Regions from separate parts of the Capsicum annuum genome. Here region 2 is linked to region 1. A link is a contact called in public Hi-C data. All regions are on one chromosome and are shown on one strand. Each heading gives the region's core, a stretch centred on a gene start, on an enhancer-like site or on the middle of the called end of the contact. The rest is flanking DNA. Distances are from core to core; before and after follow the strand shown. Region 1 holds the start of LOC107845499 (ELMO domain-containing protein A). Region 2 holds the start of LOC107845490 (putative casein kinase II subunit beta-4).

The links. Hi-C and Micro-C count contacts between places; a contact is called where the count stands out from the background.
Region 2: a Hi-C map of leaf shows a contact between it and region 1, with 2.4 times the contacts expected there. The contact joins the promoter of LOC107845490 here to the promoter of LOC107845499 in region 1. A contact is called at or near these places in 2 of 5 Hi-C or Micro-C datasets (leaf and placenta).

What each region holds. Positions count from the first base shown.
Region 1 is chr10:45,766,921-45,774,442 of UCD10Xv1.1, reverse strand. LOC107845499 (ELMO domain-containing protein A) reads right to left here and starts at 4,071. Exons shown (of 10, transcript XM_047397894.1): 1 at 3,481-4,071; 2 at 1,818-1,924; 3 at 1,157-1,225; 4 at 894-1,009; 5 at 687-741. The coding sequence starts at 3,568.
Region 2 is chr10:46,226,020-46,233,541 of UCD10Xv1.1, reverse strand. It overlaps LOC107845490 (putative casein kinase II subunit beta-4), which reads right to left and starts at 3,340. Exons shown (of 5, transcript XM_016689842.2): 1 at 2,816-3,340; 2 at 1,157-1,375. The coding sequence starts at 3,044.

The DNA of each region.
Region 1 (7,522 bases), core at 2,822-5,321:
ATTGTCAACCAAGATCTACAACAATCTACGTAAAAAAGGGCAACTCGGTACATGAAGTATCTTGCAAGGTCTGGGGAAGGGCCTCACCCCAAGGGGGCATGATATAGGCAACCTGCGATGACACAAGGATCAGTAGTTGATTCCAAGGCATCTTCAAGGCTCCCTTCAACACCAATATACCTATTTATCCAGAAAGTTGGGAAGAAACAAAAGATCTACCTGATTTATCTCGTGTTTATTCTTAAGTCACTCCTATTACCTTTAGACAAAATTATTGATCGAAACACATACCCAGTTTTAAAAAAAAAATTAGATGCTATGGTATCTCAAAGAAAACAGAAGGGTGTCTGCTAAACTTTTCTGTTTGACAATAGCAAGGAATTGCAGAACACTTGAACCATCCTTTAAGATGCCCATCAACCAACACCCTCCCAACTACAAATATGTTTTTAAAAGTTGAGGAATCAAATAGAATCATACTTTGGCAATTGCATCAATTTATTAACACATCATCCGACTAACAACCACCATTTCGGAGACAATCATTAAGACCAGTTTAAGAAGAAACAATGATTACCAAAAAATAGCACTTGTTAATGCTTAGAATAGCTTCTAATTATAGGCATAAAAGGTTTACAGGTCACTATGTCACCTCTCCATAAAGAGAAGTCAGAAAGAGGACGTACCGGGAAATTTCTCGCAAAATATAACAAGTTCTCCAGTGATATGAATCCGGCACCCCTATCGAAACCAATCAAAACATGTCAGTGGTGAACCAACAGAGGAAGGACCAGAAAGGGCAGAAGAACGCAAAATATCGATAAGCGCAGCCACCAGTGCTTTCTTGTTTTTGGATGCCTTGAGAGGGGAAGGAATGAGAGATGCTGATGTACCTAAAGTCAGTAGATGGATCCTTTCCTTGCCAACCCATTTCCTTCCATTGCTCAGATATTAAACCATGGAGTTCTTCCACAGGGAAGGCAGCTTTCCACAATGCTCGTAAAGCTTCCTTTTGGTAAAAGAGAGAGAGCGAGAGAGAGTGAGAGATGAACAGTGAGAATGTAAATTCAACCTTAATGGAATGGTTAAAATCCTTTAAAATGTTTGTTCTTAAGTCCATAAGGACATGGCCAAGACATTTTCAAATAGAGAATACCCGGTGTTCAGGATCTGAACTATCATATGCAACATCTATACGGTATTGTAGTCTCTGCAAGCATTCCTCCTGACATTAACAAAGTGGAAGAGAACACCATAAGTGCCGATGTGACAAAGACACTCCATACTTCATCACAGTGCTGTGAAGCTTAACATTCTTAATAACATATTTTCTAAGAATAGAACTGGATAAGTTGACATAAGTGGGGAACTGGAATGGCAATCTCATCAAAACTATCAACCAATTATCTAGGGATTGCGGAGAAAAGGGGAGAGCGTGAAAAATTAGATATAAGACATTCATGCCTGAGACTTGGCACAATTAAAAAGAGGGTTAAAGAATATATTAACCTCAACATGAGCTCAATTAGCCAAATGACTAAGAAACCAAATACTATTCACCACGACAATTCACTACCACTCGCAACACTAGCATATTCCTTATTCATCGTAACTTTAAAATGTAAAATCTTGGATAAAACAATCAGAAAACAAATTCTGTATAGCATAGTGGCAGTACCACAAAGAAATCCTATCCAGAATACAAACTTCTAGTAAGAGAGGATCAAAAGAGCCTAATACTGCATTGTGTTTTCTGCACTCCTAGAAATTTACCTTGTAGGAGCTTAAACTTCATATAGCCTGCAGTAGAATATTACCTGAGCTGGTGTCAGTTCAAATGATGGACGGGCATCAATATCGCTTCCCTGGGCACAAACGCATGAAAGGCCTCTGCCAAGCCATGCTGCTGATCCTGCCATGACCTCTGCAGTAACAGAAGGAAATAATAATCTAAATTAAATGGGAGGTCATGTTGTCAGTAACAACATGCTTCATTATGTATAGAGATAAAACAAAAAAAGATAAGACGTAAGAAGAGAAATGCATCCTTTTTTTATTGTTACGAAGAGAAGTCGATCCTTCATTTATTTATTTTCCTTTTCTGGGATTAGGAGTCATGTATCTTTCTAGACACATAGCGAAGACATCCGATGAGCAAAGCTTCATAACTAATGACGAAGTGCTATGAATGCATCAATTCAGCAACTATGATAAGGTTCAATTAGTACACGAGTGGGTACCAAACAAAAGATCGCAAATGTTACAGAACAAATATCATGTGATACACTACGCAGCTGGATAGTAATCCCAACTGCAAAAATTGGTCACTGAGAAGTGGAAGCGTCTGTATACTTTTTTCTTTGTCATAGTTTAGATCAGGTTGAACATGAGAAATAAGCACCAAGAGAGTGCAGTTACAGCTGTACAAAAGCCGCAGGGAATGTTGAACATTTATACCATTCAAGTGTCTTAACATTCATGAACTAACCTTCTTTACACACAACAAGAAGAAAAAAAACATCTCCCGGCATGGAGTTACCAAAACAAGAACCACGTTCACACAACTTTACCAGCCAATTGCCTTTGCCAATTGTCTATCAAAAAACAATTCCCATTTGGAAGCTAAAATCAGATGCAATTATGTAATGTAAATTCGTCAAAGAAAGAGGAGAATTTGATAGGGCAGTTCAATACACAATCCTGCTTTCTGATAAAGTGCAAACCTCAGATGATCAGTCTGGTTAAGTAATCACGGTATTTAATAGGTACCCCGTATCCATATGCATCCCATACCACTCCCAAAAGATAACATCAATGGCATTCTCAACCACTCATTTCTAGTGTTCTGTTCACTCTCAAACTATCAGTGTGATAGTTGGGAGTCATTTAAGCTACTCTTCACATATTTCCTTATATGAAAGGCCAACAGCCGACATTCAATTTAACCTACACACTAGAACTATAGAATAATAGTTGTCAAATCATGCATTACAATTTCGACATAATGCTGGTTAAAGTTTTTTGTCGGCCTTCGACAACAATGAAATAGATTGCTCTATAGGCAATGGTTAAAGTTTCTTGTCGTCCTTCGACAATCAAATAGACTGCTCTATAGGCATATTGATGCTCTAGATATTTAAACACTGCCATTCCACAATTTTCCTGAACAAATAACTCAATTACATAAATAAATCAATCCATTACCAAAATATATACATGCATATTTGTTACTAAACTAAATATAAAAGAAAACAGTCATGAAAAAGCTAGGGCACAAAAGAAAATTTGCTGAAATTGGATGCAAACTCACCAGAAAACTCAGTGCAACTAGGCCTGACTAAACCTAATTTAAATCCACAGATAGAAACTCAGATAAAGAAAGCAATAATAAGGAATAGAGTTATCAAAAAAGAGCATATGTTTGCGGTTATTGAACGACTATAAAGAGAGAGAAAAAAGATACTAAAAAAGGGGATATACCAGAAGTAGAATGGCAAGTACTATTTCCTCTATCGAATCCTTGCGACATCCTCCTCACTGCCACGAAAGATTCTCCGCTATCCTCCATTTTACCAATTTAAACAAAATTAAATTGAACTAAAAATTGAATGCTAACACTAAAAATCTACCGACACAAAATAAGGGAGGTTTGTGATGATTTTTAGGAATAAGTCCTTGTAACTTGTAAGCCAATGAAGACTTCCTTTTATGGAATTGAACCAAAATGTGGAAAATTGGGATCAAGAAAATGGAAGGTTTCTTTATTGACGCCGCAAGATCTGCTACATGAACAACAAAGCCATGGAAGGAAAGTTGTTAAAAGTATTTATGACCAGCTAGGAGATATAGTTATTGTGTGTCTATATTACGAGTTGTGTCTCTCAATTATGAGAGATTCTTGATACGAAATTTTCGTTTCTGGATTTTTTTTCTGATCATCAATCATAGAAAATGGAAAGTAGAAGATCACGGAAAATGTGACGTTGGAGTAGAGGCAGCCAAGTTGCCAGAGGGTGGGGGATCGAGGGTGATGTAAGGAGTTGTCATAAATTAGAAGGGAATGAAAAAACTAACAATTAAAATTAAAATAATTCTATAAAATTAACACTTAAATTCTAAACTTCGATAAATAGTCACTTGGGAAAATAATTCCAACCGAATAGCTATTTGGCGTGTGTGGAAAGTGGGCATCATTAGTAATGCTAATTGTAATAGATACCCATATTATTTGAATAAAAAAGTCGTTACACCACAAACTTAACAACAAGACAAGTCAATTACTATTTAAATTTCTTCCATATTATTTTGTATTCACCAACATTATTAAAATGACATACTAATTGTTTTGTTTAGTTTTACTTATTTATACAATAAAATACAATATCATATACTTTTAATAAAATACAATTGTTAAAAATATATATTTATATATAATAATAATAATAATAATAATACAGTTTCTATGCATATACATATTCTATATAATAATTATATTATTTTTATACACATTCTATACAATTTTTAACTACAATTATTATTTAGATACATTTTTTATACGACTCTATATAGTTTCTACATGCATTCTAAAAATGTATCAATCTAATATAAGAGAGTATCAATTGAGTATATGGATACTGCAAGTGTATTAACGTAGTATAAAAGTGTATTAATGTGGTATAAAAGAGTATCAATTGGGTACAGGGACTACATGTGCTTGCATAGAATTTCCTTTCTCTTTTTTAAAAGGTGTATCAATATAGTATAAAAGTGTATCAATTGAGTATAGAGACTGCATATGCCCAATTGGGTTAAATGGCCAAAAAAGGGAATTAAAAATAGTCGACTGGCTATATTTGTCCATCTTTTCAAATTGTGGCAATTTTTTTTTAGAAAGGTCAGCCCATGTCCTTTTCCCTGAATTATATTCCCTCTGTTTCATATTAGTTGGCCCTATAAATTTGGTACACTCATTAAGAAAAGTATTTATTAGGATCCTATTTTACCAAATTAGTGTTAATAATTATGCTTTGAAAATATAAATTTGAATATATACAACTTGCTTAGTCATTTAATTGTAAAAGGTATTATTGGAAGAACATATTAAAATTCTATTGATTTCATCAATGGGACAACTAAAATGAAACAAATATTTTAAAAAAGAGGGCCAACTAAAATGAAACGGAGGGAGTAGATGATCGTAAAATTAAGCTAAAAGAATAATAATATAATAAATGTATTTATTTTATCATGAATAGAACATATTAAAATCCTCTTGATTTCATCAATGGAACAACTAAATTGAAACAAATATTTTTAAAAAGAGGACAAACTAAAATGAAATGGAGGGAGTAGATTATCGTAAAATTAAGCTAAAAGAATAATAATATAATAAATGTATTTATTTTATTATGAATGTCTATTACGATGTATAATAAATGTATATTTATTAAGATGTAATAAGTATCTATCATAGAATATTTATATTTTGGACAGAAATTACAAAGAATTTTTCAACAAAATAGAATGTTCTTTGGAAATTATCCCTCATTCCTCAAGAAAAAAAAAAAGAAGTCTCTTATATTTCTTATTATTTTTGTATTTATTTTATTATTTTATAACACGTTCAGTACTTTACCGTTTCAAATAAATATTTTTAAAGTATTATTAAAGATAGAAGCAATTTTTTCTAGTAAGTTCTACAGTCGAACTTTGAACCATGGCTCTAAGAGGGTGTTTGGGTAAGCTTATTTTTTTTTGTCAAAAATGGCTTTTAAGCCATTTTTTGCTTTTGAAAATGTTTGATAATTCTTAAAATTGCTTAAAAAAAGTCAATTTTGACTTTTTAAAAGCCAAAAGTAAAAAATAACCTTTCTCTTACTTTTTCTTTTGGGGGGGGGAGAGGGGGGGGGGGGGGGGGGGCCAATTTAAGTTGATCAAGCAAATGACATATATGTCCCTTGTAATTGTCCCTTATTTCGAATATACCCTTTTGTAGCCCTAATTTTCTTTCACTACCCAACATATTCATTTTGCTCTCAAATATACATACATACATACATACATATATATATATATGCATTAAAATATATACTAATTTTAATTTGAATCATTTTAGCAATAAAAGTTAATAATAATCAACTCTATATATTATTAACAGTTATAAGGGTATTTCAAATATTTTGACCAAAAAAAGTTCTTAAAAGCACTTATTTACCAAACACATCAATAATTTTTTTTTCAGTTTCAGCACTTTTACTCAAACACGTAACTGCTTAATTTTAAAATAAGATCAACACTTTCAAAAGCACCTTTAAAGAATTTTTTAAAAGTGAAATTGAGCAACATCGATATTAGATTTGTTGATAGATATTGTTAAACTACAGACTTGTTATCTCATATCAATTTTGTTTTTATATATATAGCATATGATAGCGTATCGTGCAATTTGCTCCTACAGAGCATTCCTTAACTTTAATTGTAGAATTCATGAGAAACATACCGTAATCATAAAAAATGATTTTGTATATATGATTTTCGTTGTAAATAGATTTGATAGCCATGAGAAGTTAAAAGTGATAATGAGTAATCGACCATTAAAAGTGATAATAGTTTTATAGGCTTGTTATGGTCACAATGAAAAATAAGAGAAAAATTCACAACATTATACGTATGCCTCAATTTTATTTTTAAAGTAGCAATATCTTGAAAGATGTCATAAGTTATTATCATTTGATATGTTCAAGGCACGATTATATTTTATTCCTGGAAAATAAGAATTTCGATTGTTATAAATGTTGATCTATACCCTGTGAGTGAATATGATTGTATCCAGTAAACCTTATAAATGCGAACGTATTCTTGATTGTAAAGATATCAAAATCCACCTCCAGAAGAGATAAAATAATTGAAAGATTGGATATCTCCAAGTTACTATGATAGGAAATACGAATATGAAAAGTATCTGAGCATGATGAGGTCACATGTCATAATAAACTAGGAGCTTATTGATATAAAATTCGTATCATAGTAAATCAGAAGTTCATTAAAACAAAAAACACATGTCACGTAAATCTAGAGTTTACTAATATAAATGTTCACAAGTTGACATGGACGATTGCGACATTTCAAAGATGTTCATATTGAATGTTAGACATGTATTGAAAAATTAAAAAATTCTTCAAGAATTATTTATGTTGTTTGTTCTCATGATAAGTTGGTTGGACCAACTAATATTGGGATTGACTCCTCTTAAAATATGAAAAGTATAAAAGGTGAATATGGACTCGTTTACCCATTATGTGATATGTTAAAAAGATGCATCAATAAGATACATGTATATGTTAATTGTCAACCTGTTGTTTGACATTAACAAAATTACTTGTGCAAAATAATTGAGTTGAGAGCATGACTTTCAAATTGATAAATATCCAAGTTGGTTTTGCATTAAATCTCCTAGAAATTAAGCTAAACCATTACTTATGAGAACAAGCTTCATATGTTGATTTGAAATATGACATATTAT
Region 2 (7,522 bases), core at 2,091-4,590, 460 kb before region 1:
AAGTAGAAACAAATAAAAATATTAATAATTTTAGTAAAAAGTTACTATACACAAACAGCAATCATAATATCATATATACTGGACAATCTACAATTAAGTGAAATGTATATCAAGCTAAAAAACTTATTAATCAAGTTCAAAAACCATCTTAAATATTGATCCACCTTCAAAAATGAAATTTAAGTTTCTAATAAAAGTTCAGTAAATTTCCTTACTAAATTTATAATTTTCCTAATCTAAATCAATAATTTATTCAACCAAATATTTTCTTGACAATACTTTCATAAGAATAATACTTTCTTGAAAATAAATTGGCTAGTTATTTGTTTCCATACATTAGCATTTCTTATAAACTAGCCTAACTAAATTAGTGGTTGATTTTTCCTAAAGGTGGGCATTATTGCACCTTGGTACACCTCACTGACAAACCTAAGAAACATGAAGCAACCAACCTGCACTTACCTAAGAAACATGAAGCAACCAACCTGCACTTACCTCTCTTCAATTATATACCTCAAGCATGCCCTCAACCATATTGAGGGTAGCATCAAAACCCTATGGAGCATAAACAACATCGAAGAATTAACCTAAATAGTCGCTCACACAACCGCTTAGACTAAAAATAGCAGGGGGTGTATATTATGTGTATAATCAGTGTAAAATCTATGTAGCCAGCTAGGAAAAGTAAATAATGAACTCAGACAGCTATTTCTGTAAAGATCACCAAACACCGGTCGACAACATTTAATACAAACCATAACACTAATCAAGGACATGTAGAACCTCATTTTGCTCATATGAAAATCCAAATAACCCATTTTTCTACAACTAATCTACACCAGCTAAGCAGATGTTGCCATGATACATTACCAGAGACTCTTCTTTTTTTGTAGCCCTGAAAACAAGTGTACCTCAGTCAACCTCAAAATATCAAATCGAGCTTACTAGTGCAGAAACATGCTCACCAAAATTAACATTGTATTAATTTGTATAAAAACAAAAAAAAAGCTCCACATGGAAGAGTCAACAAGGAAAAGAAAAAGAAAACCATGTTTTACCTACAAAAGACCAACAACTTATATCATTCAACAGAAAAGACAGCCAAAATAGTTATCTTGCAATTCATCAGAAAATCTAAAGAAGCAACTATACTTACCATGAGAGGATTCAACATCAAGGATTAGGTCAAGTGCATAGTCATAGTATGGAACTTGACCACTCAATCCACAGAGGTTAAAATCATCTTGAATGTAGTCATCATCAACCTCACAGAAGAACTCATTCCCACGCAGGTTACAAAACCAAGAAATCCATGATGTGTCATCTCCATCGGAACCACTAACATCAGACTCTTCACTGTCTGATTCAGATTCCTCTGCAAAGTACACAACCATGGGCATTTGATCATACCATGTTTGACATGCAAGTAAGAAAGTTGGCATCAAGAAAACAAAAGCATGGGCAAACTAAATGCAGTCATTGTATTTAATGGCTGGTGTCATTAGAGTAATAAATATACAGCAAAAACATGTTCTGACTTTTCCTAAAAGGAGTAACAAGATTATAGCGGGAACTTGCGTAGGTTTTCCAGTATCTATGAGTAAAATACTAACTATCAGAAATAAATCACTGGAAGATACCAGTAATAAAAATTCAACGTTGATGTCAAAAGAGTAGTGAAAATAGAGTGGAAACATGAATTAGCTATCCAAGTAGCTGTAGGTAGTAAGTAGAAAGAAATTGATAAAACTCTTGGTTTCAATGGCTGTGAGCTACCAAACTAATGCATCAGTTATAACCTGATTACCCCACCACCTGAAACCATAATTATTAGATGTTGCAGCTGAGTACTCATCAGTAGAACCATCTCCAATAAATCCACCTCCTCGGAAGCCCAAATAAGCAGATACAACATTCCCACCAATAAAAGCAATTGCAAATAAAACCTACAGTTGTAACTCGTAAGCCACGACCAACAATGTGTCATGCTTATACCAGGATATTTTGTGAAACCCTATATAATCTTTTTATAACCAAGTGATCCCCGAAAGACAATGGCACACGGTTTGAAACTGCGAATAATGAACCCGCCACTCTACCCTTCTCCACTTAAAAACCAGGCTTTTTGTCTAATGTTTGAATCCATGATGTGCACCTAACCCATGCATCACGCGTCTAAAACCATAGATGATCTTAAGTTAAATATTTTGAGAATCTAGAAATACAAACAATATACACAACATTCCAGCAACAGCTTTCCAGCCATGTTACCACTTTGACACATGACAGAACTTTTTCCTGATCACGTTCTACGTTTTTTTTTTTGATAAGGTAACGTAAGCGTGACCACATTCTACATGCTTTCTGAAGAAAAAAATAATCTGTTACTTGAAGCCAAGTTAAACGCATTTTATCAGGATATAAACCCCTAATTAAGGAACATAGATCCATTCAAGACCCTGCTGATAAGTGCTAAAGGAGCTCCTTTACATATCCATGCAGATACATATGCAATTTAGAGAGTTTAATAACCAATTTCCATATATAATTTAGTAAAGAAAAAGATAGTCAATTGGATCTCCAAGAAACCTGCACCGCCACCACAAATACAAAAATGATAGAACCATATCATCATCTCCAACTAAGGATCAGAGATAGAAGAAGGAAGCGAATGATTAACCAGTTAATTCACCTGGTTTTTTCCAATATATGCGAAAAATTAATGCACTCAGAAACATGAAAAAATAAATTGGTTGTAGAAGTAAGGGAAAAAAGGGGGGCACTTTTACTTAAGAGAAAAAAAAATGATCCTAACCATCGGAGCACTTGTTTTTTGTGGTGAGAGTAGAGGAAGAGAGAGTGTCCATATGATGATTATGATGACGCTGATGCAATTTAGCAGCAGAGGTGGAGGGAACAGCTTTGTCCTTCAACGCTCTCGTTGTAGACGCTGAAGACTTTTCCAACTGCTTATCTAATGCATCGTTGATTCGCTTCCGATCCAATGCTCCAGAAGAAACCCCACCACCTCGATCTCTATACATTTCTTTTCCTTCTCTATTTCTATAGGTCGATTACAAAAGACAGCCGAAAGTGTCGAAGATCCGGGAAATGGAAAGAGAGATCGAACAGAAACCCTAAATATGGAGAGAAGAACAAGGACAAGCTTTGTGTGCGCGTGCAGACTGTGAGTTGGAGAGACGGAGATAACTAGGGTTTCGTCTACATTCGAGGGGGAAAGAGAAAGGACACGAGAGCTCCTCGAGTTCTCTTTTCTCTCTCTTCGGGTGTGTTTGGTAGGAAGGAAGTACTTCCTCTGTTTTTTTTTCTTTTAAAATTTAACCTACTTGGACTTGCACAAAATTTAACAAAACAAGAAAGAGTTTTAAATATTATAACTTTAAATTAAAATTGTATCAAATATATTAAAATATCTTTTAATCTTATGATCTTAAATATGGCATATAAAAAGTTAAAATTAAAGTATTATTAAAAAAATAAAAAGAAATCATTCTTTTTTAAATAAATTAAAAGAAAAGTAGATCATTCTTTTTTAAATAGGGAAAGTAATATTTTTTGAAAATTCTATTTTCATTTATCATGCTTAGGTAGGGGTGTTCATGGGTTTGGTTAAAAAGCAAATCGAACCGTAAATCGAACTAAACCGATTAAAAACTGAAGTTTGGTTTGGTTTTAAATTTAAAAAAATCGGTTTGGTTATGGTTTTACTTAAAAGAAATGTAAAAATAACCAAACTGAACCGATAAATTATATATATATATATATATATATATATATATATATTATAATTATTTATATATAATTTATAATTAAAATATAAATATTTTATTAAATTTAATTTAAAACTAAATTTTAATCTATGTCTAGCCCAACCAATACTTTAACCCAATTGCCCAAAACCCCAAACCCAAACCCAAGCCCAACTCTACTTATTATTACTGATAAGTTAATCCTATGGCTCCTACATCACTTTTTCTTCAGCTTTCATAATACGAGTTACCATGGTCCCTGGTTCAAATGATAGTTTTATGTCTCCTTATCTATTCAATTTTTCCTTATATGATTAGCTCACCTAGCTAATTTTTAAAGTAAATAGATAACTCAAATTTGCCCAACTCTATCTCTTCTTACAGTGCACTGCAATAGAATATAAAGCTCTGTTTTACAATGTACATGTATGTGTTTATATGTTGTTGGATAATCTTAGTGCCAACAATACAAAGCTGATGCTTTTCATCTCAATTTTGGTTTTGTTTAATGTGTTTGTTCTGATTTTTAAGTGTTTATAGCATCATTTGTCCATTACTGTACAAATATTTTATGAGAAATTATTCAATGCGATACTTTTTTCTATGGGTTAAAAAAAGAAGTTTATTCTAGAGATGGTTGGAGTAGGCTAGTCAATAACCCAAAAAACCGACAAACCAAATCAAAACAGTTATTTTCTTTTTGTGGTTTGGTTTAGTTTTAGAAATTCAAAAACCGACTAAATTGGTTTTGGTTATAATTTTAACCACTATCCGATCCAAACCAACCCATTAACACCCCCTACTTAGGATTGCTGTTACAAAACTGTTTATTTGACAAGCACTTTTGTAAAATAATTTTTTAGAAAAGTGCTTTTAAAAAATAATAATTTGTGTTTAATAAATTCATTTGAAACGTATTTTTGATAAACAAATTATTTTTGGATAATCTTTTTCAAGAAATATTTTTTTTTAAGACAAATAGCCAAAAAGAACATGCATCAATAGACCTTTATTACTAAAATCAATTTATAGAGAAAATTTATTTTAAATATTTATTATAATATTTTTAATTAATTTTTTTATTTAATTAAAAAGTATGTACTCTATAATTTTTAATCAATAATTATATACATAAATACATCAAAAAAATATTAAATAGTGATATATTACTTAAATAATTTAAATATTACTTAAAAACATCAAACAAAAATGAATATAAAAATTATGATTATTTTTAATTAAAACTTCTTCATCAAACACATCATCAGTCGTATCACAATTTTTCCTAGCCAATGGAATATCTGTAAATAAATAAATAAATATTATTAAATTTAATTACGTGAGATTGACAATTTATTTATTGCTCATAGCTACGTAAGATTGACAATAATTACGTAAATTATTCAAATCTAAAAACTTTATAGCTAAAATAAGCTCAATTAAAAAAAATCATATGTTTCAAAAGCAAATTATAATAAATAACATCATAAATCTAATCTGTATGAAGCATGGTCTTCCTTTCCAGCCATTGCAATTGCAATTCTGCATCTTCTTGTGCTAAGAACATTTCACTCATTGATTATTTGACAAGTAAATCACTCGTTTTCCACCATAAATCACTACCAACAGTCATATTAGACAAATTGTGAACTATAGTCATTACACTCTTAATACTAAGAAAAGTTTCTCTCGACTCCGTTGAAGTGCATAATTCAATGGCGTCAGCAATTCTCTCTATTGATGAACTAAATTTCTGACTAGGATTAGTTTTTTTTCGTTTCTGTTGAAACCTTTCTTTTTCTTCTAGTATCACTCTCACTATTATTATTTTTTTTTAACTTCAATTAATTCTTCTAAACTATCAATAATTACAAATTCTTCATTATTTATTAGAGTGTCAAACTCAAATAGTTGCTCAGATTAAAACCACCTACTCTCTTGTATACCATTTGATAAAACTCCAGATGATGGTGCCCACGCATGTTCTCCAGTAGCAACAACATCCTTAAAACATATCTTCATTTGAGTTAGATATTGTAAGCCTTTTTCTTTAAATTTCTCTTACATCTGGATTTTCTTACAATAATGAGAAGAAATAAGATATGTTCTTAGTGATCAAAAAAAACATAATAACTTATCAAGTTTAAGTGAATAATATGTAATAAGATTAGAAGTACCTTTATTTTTCCATCCCACCATTCGACACTCGCTTGAATAGTTTTCTTCTCGCTACCTCATCCTAAATTAGTTTCCTTTCCAACTAAAGCGTCTCATTCTTTCCAAGTGGTTTTAAGATTATCCCATTTATTCTTCAATTTGACTTTGTCATCATAATCAATGATATTTTTAAATTTATTTAAAGAAAATGAGTGAAAATAAAATAACAATATATAAATCATAAAGAATTATGACATAAATATGAAATGTAGAATTTTAAAAATCAAACGTCAATTAAACTTGTAAGATATGTTAATTAATAAGAAACATATGTATATATATGTATGTGTGTGTGCGCGTGCGCTAGGAATATTTTTGTCATATAAAAATTATTTTCTGCTTTTACTTCTGCTTTTTGTTTAAAGCAGAAACTTTCTGTAAGTTTATCAAACACCCCTCTTTTTTAAAAAAGAAATTTTTTTCAAAATAAGTGCTTATTTTGGAAAATAAGAAATCACAAACAGGTACTAAAGCCTTCCTTTGCCCATGAAAAATATTTAAAAAAGAATATTTTATTCAAAAAAATGCTTGATCATAAAAACTTTAAATACAATTTAAGATTGTATCTGAAAAAAGTGAAAACAAGTCTCAATCTATTTTCATTTTTTCTTGCTTCACTTTTATATTTTAAAAAGTCTTTTCAAAAATTTAAAAAAATCTTTTAAAAAAAAATATGGTTAAACACAACTTCAACTCCAAATTTATTTGTTTTCATAGCCAAACACCTACTAAATATTTTTGGAGAATGTTTTTAAAATATCTTTCTTTTCCTTAAATTTAAGAAAAATAATTTTATTTATAAAATAGAAAAGGAATAAATATACCCTGAATTATTATAAATAGTAGGCATACACAGTCGTTTTGCTTTGAGTATGTATATACCCTTGTCATGAATATTTTGGTTTGTATAGAGTCCTTAAAGTAAAACAACGAGCAATTTCACCACAAACAAGTCCTCGCCAAATTAATAATAGAATCATAGCTAATTTTGAACATGATATAATGTCTAATTTATGAAATTAAAAAAAAAAAGAGTAGGAAATTAAATCAGATTTGGTGTTAAGAACTGAAATTTAGAGCTTGATAGAAAGAGAAAATTTTAGGGTTTAAAGTAAGGTAGAAGAAAAATAACGATGAAGAGGTTTCTTAATCGTTTTACTGCTACCTCTTGAATCGGGTTTTCAGATTCGAGGTTAAAATTGGATTTTAAATTTTGAATTTTATTTGGGTTTGGGTAATGAATAGTTGGGTGGATTATTTTTATTTCAAATAATAAATAAAAATTGAGTAATGCCTAGGATGATGTCATTTGTCCCACGATTTGCATAAAAAGCATATACAACCCAAAGGATTGACAACAAAGGTAAATACATATCCAAAGTACTAGATACCCGTACTCGTGTAAGGCACGGGCATTTTGGCAACACTAATGTGCAAAAGAGATTCAATTTTGGAGAAGATTATTTCTTACTTGTTTTAATTGTTTAGTATAAGAGTAAAATAAAAGAAATGTAATACAATAAACCGATGTTAAC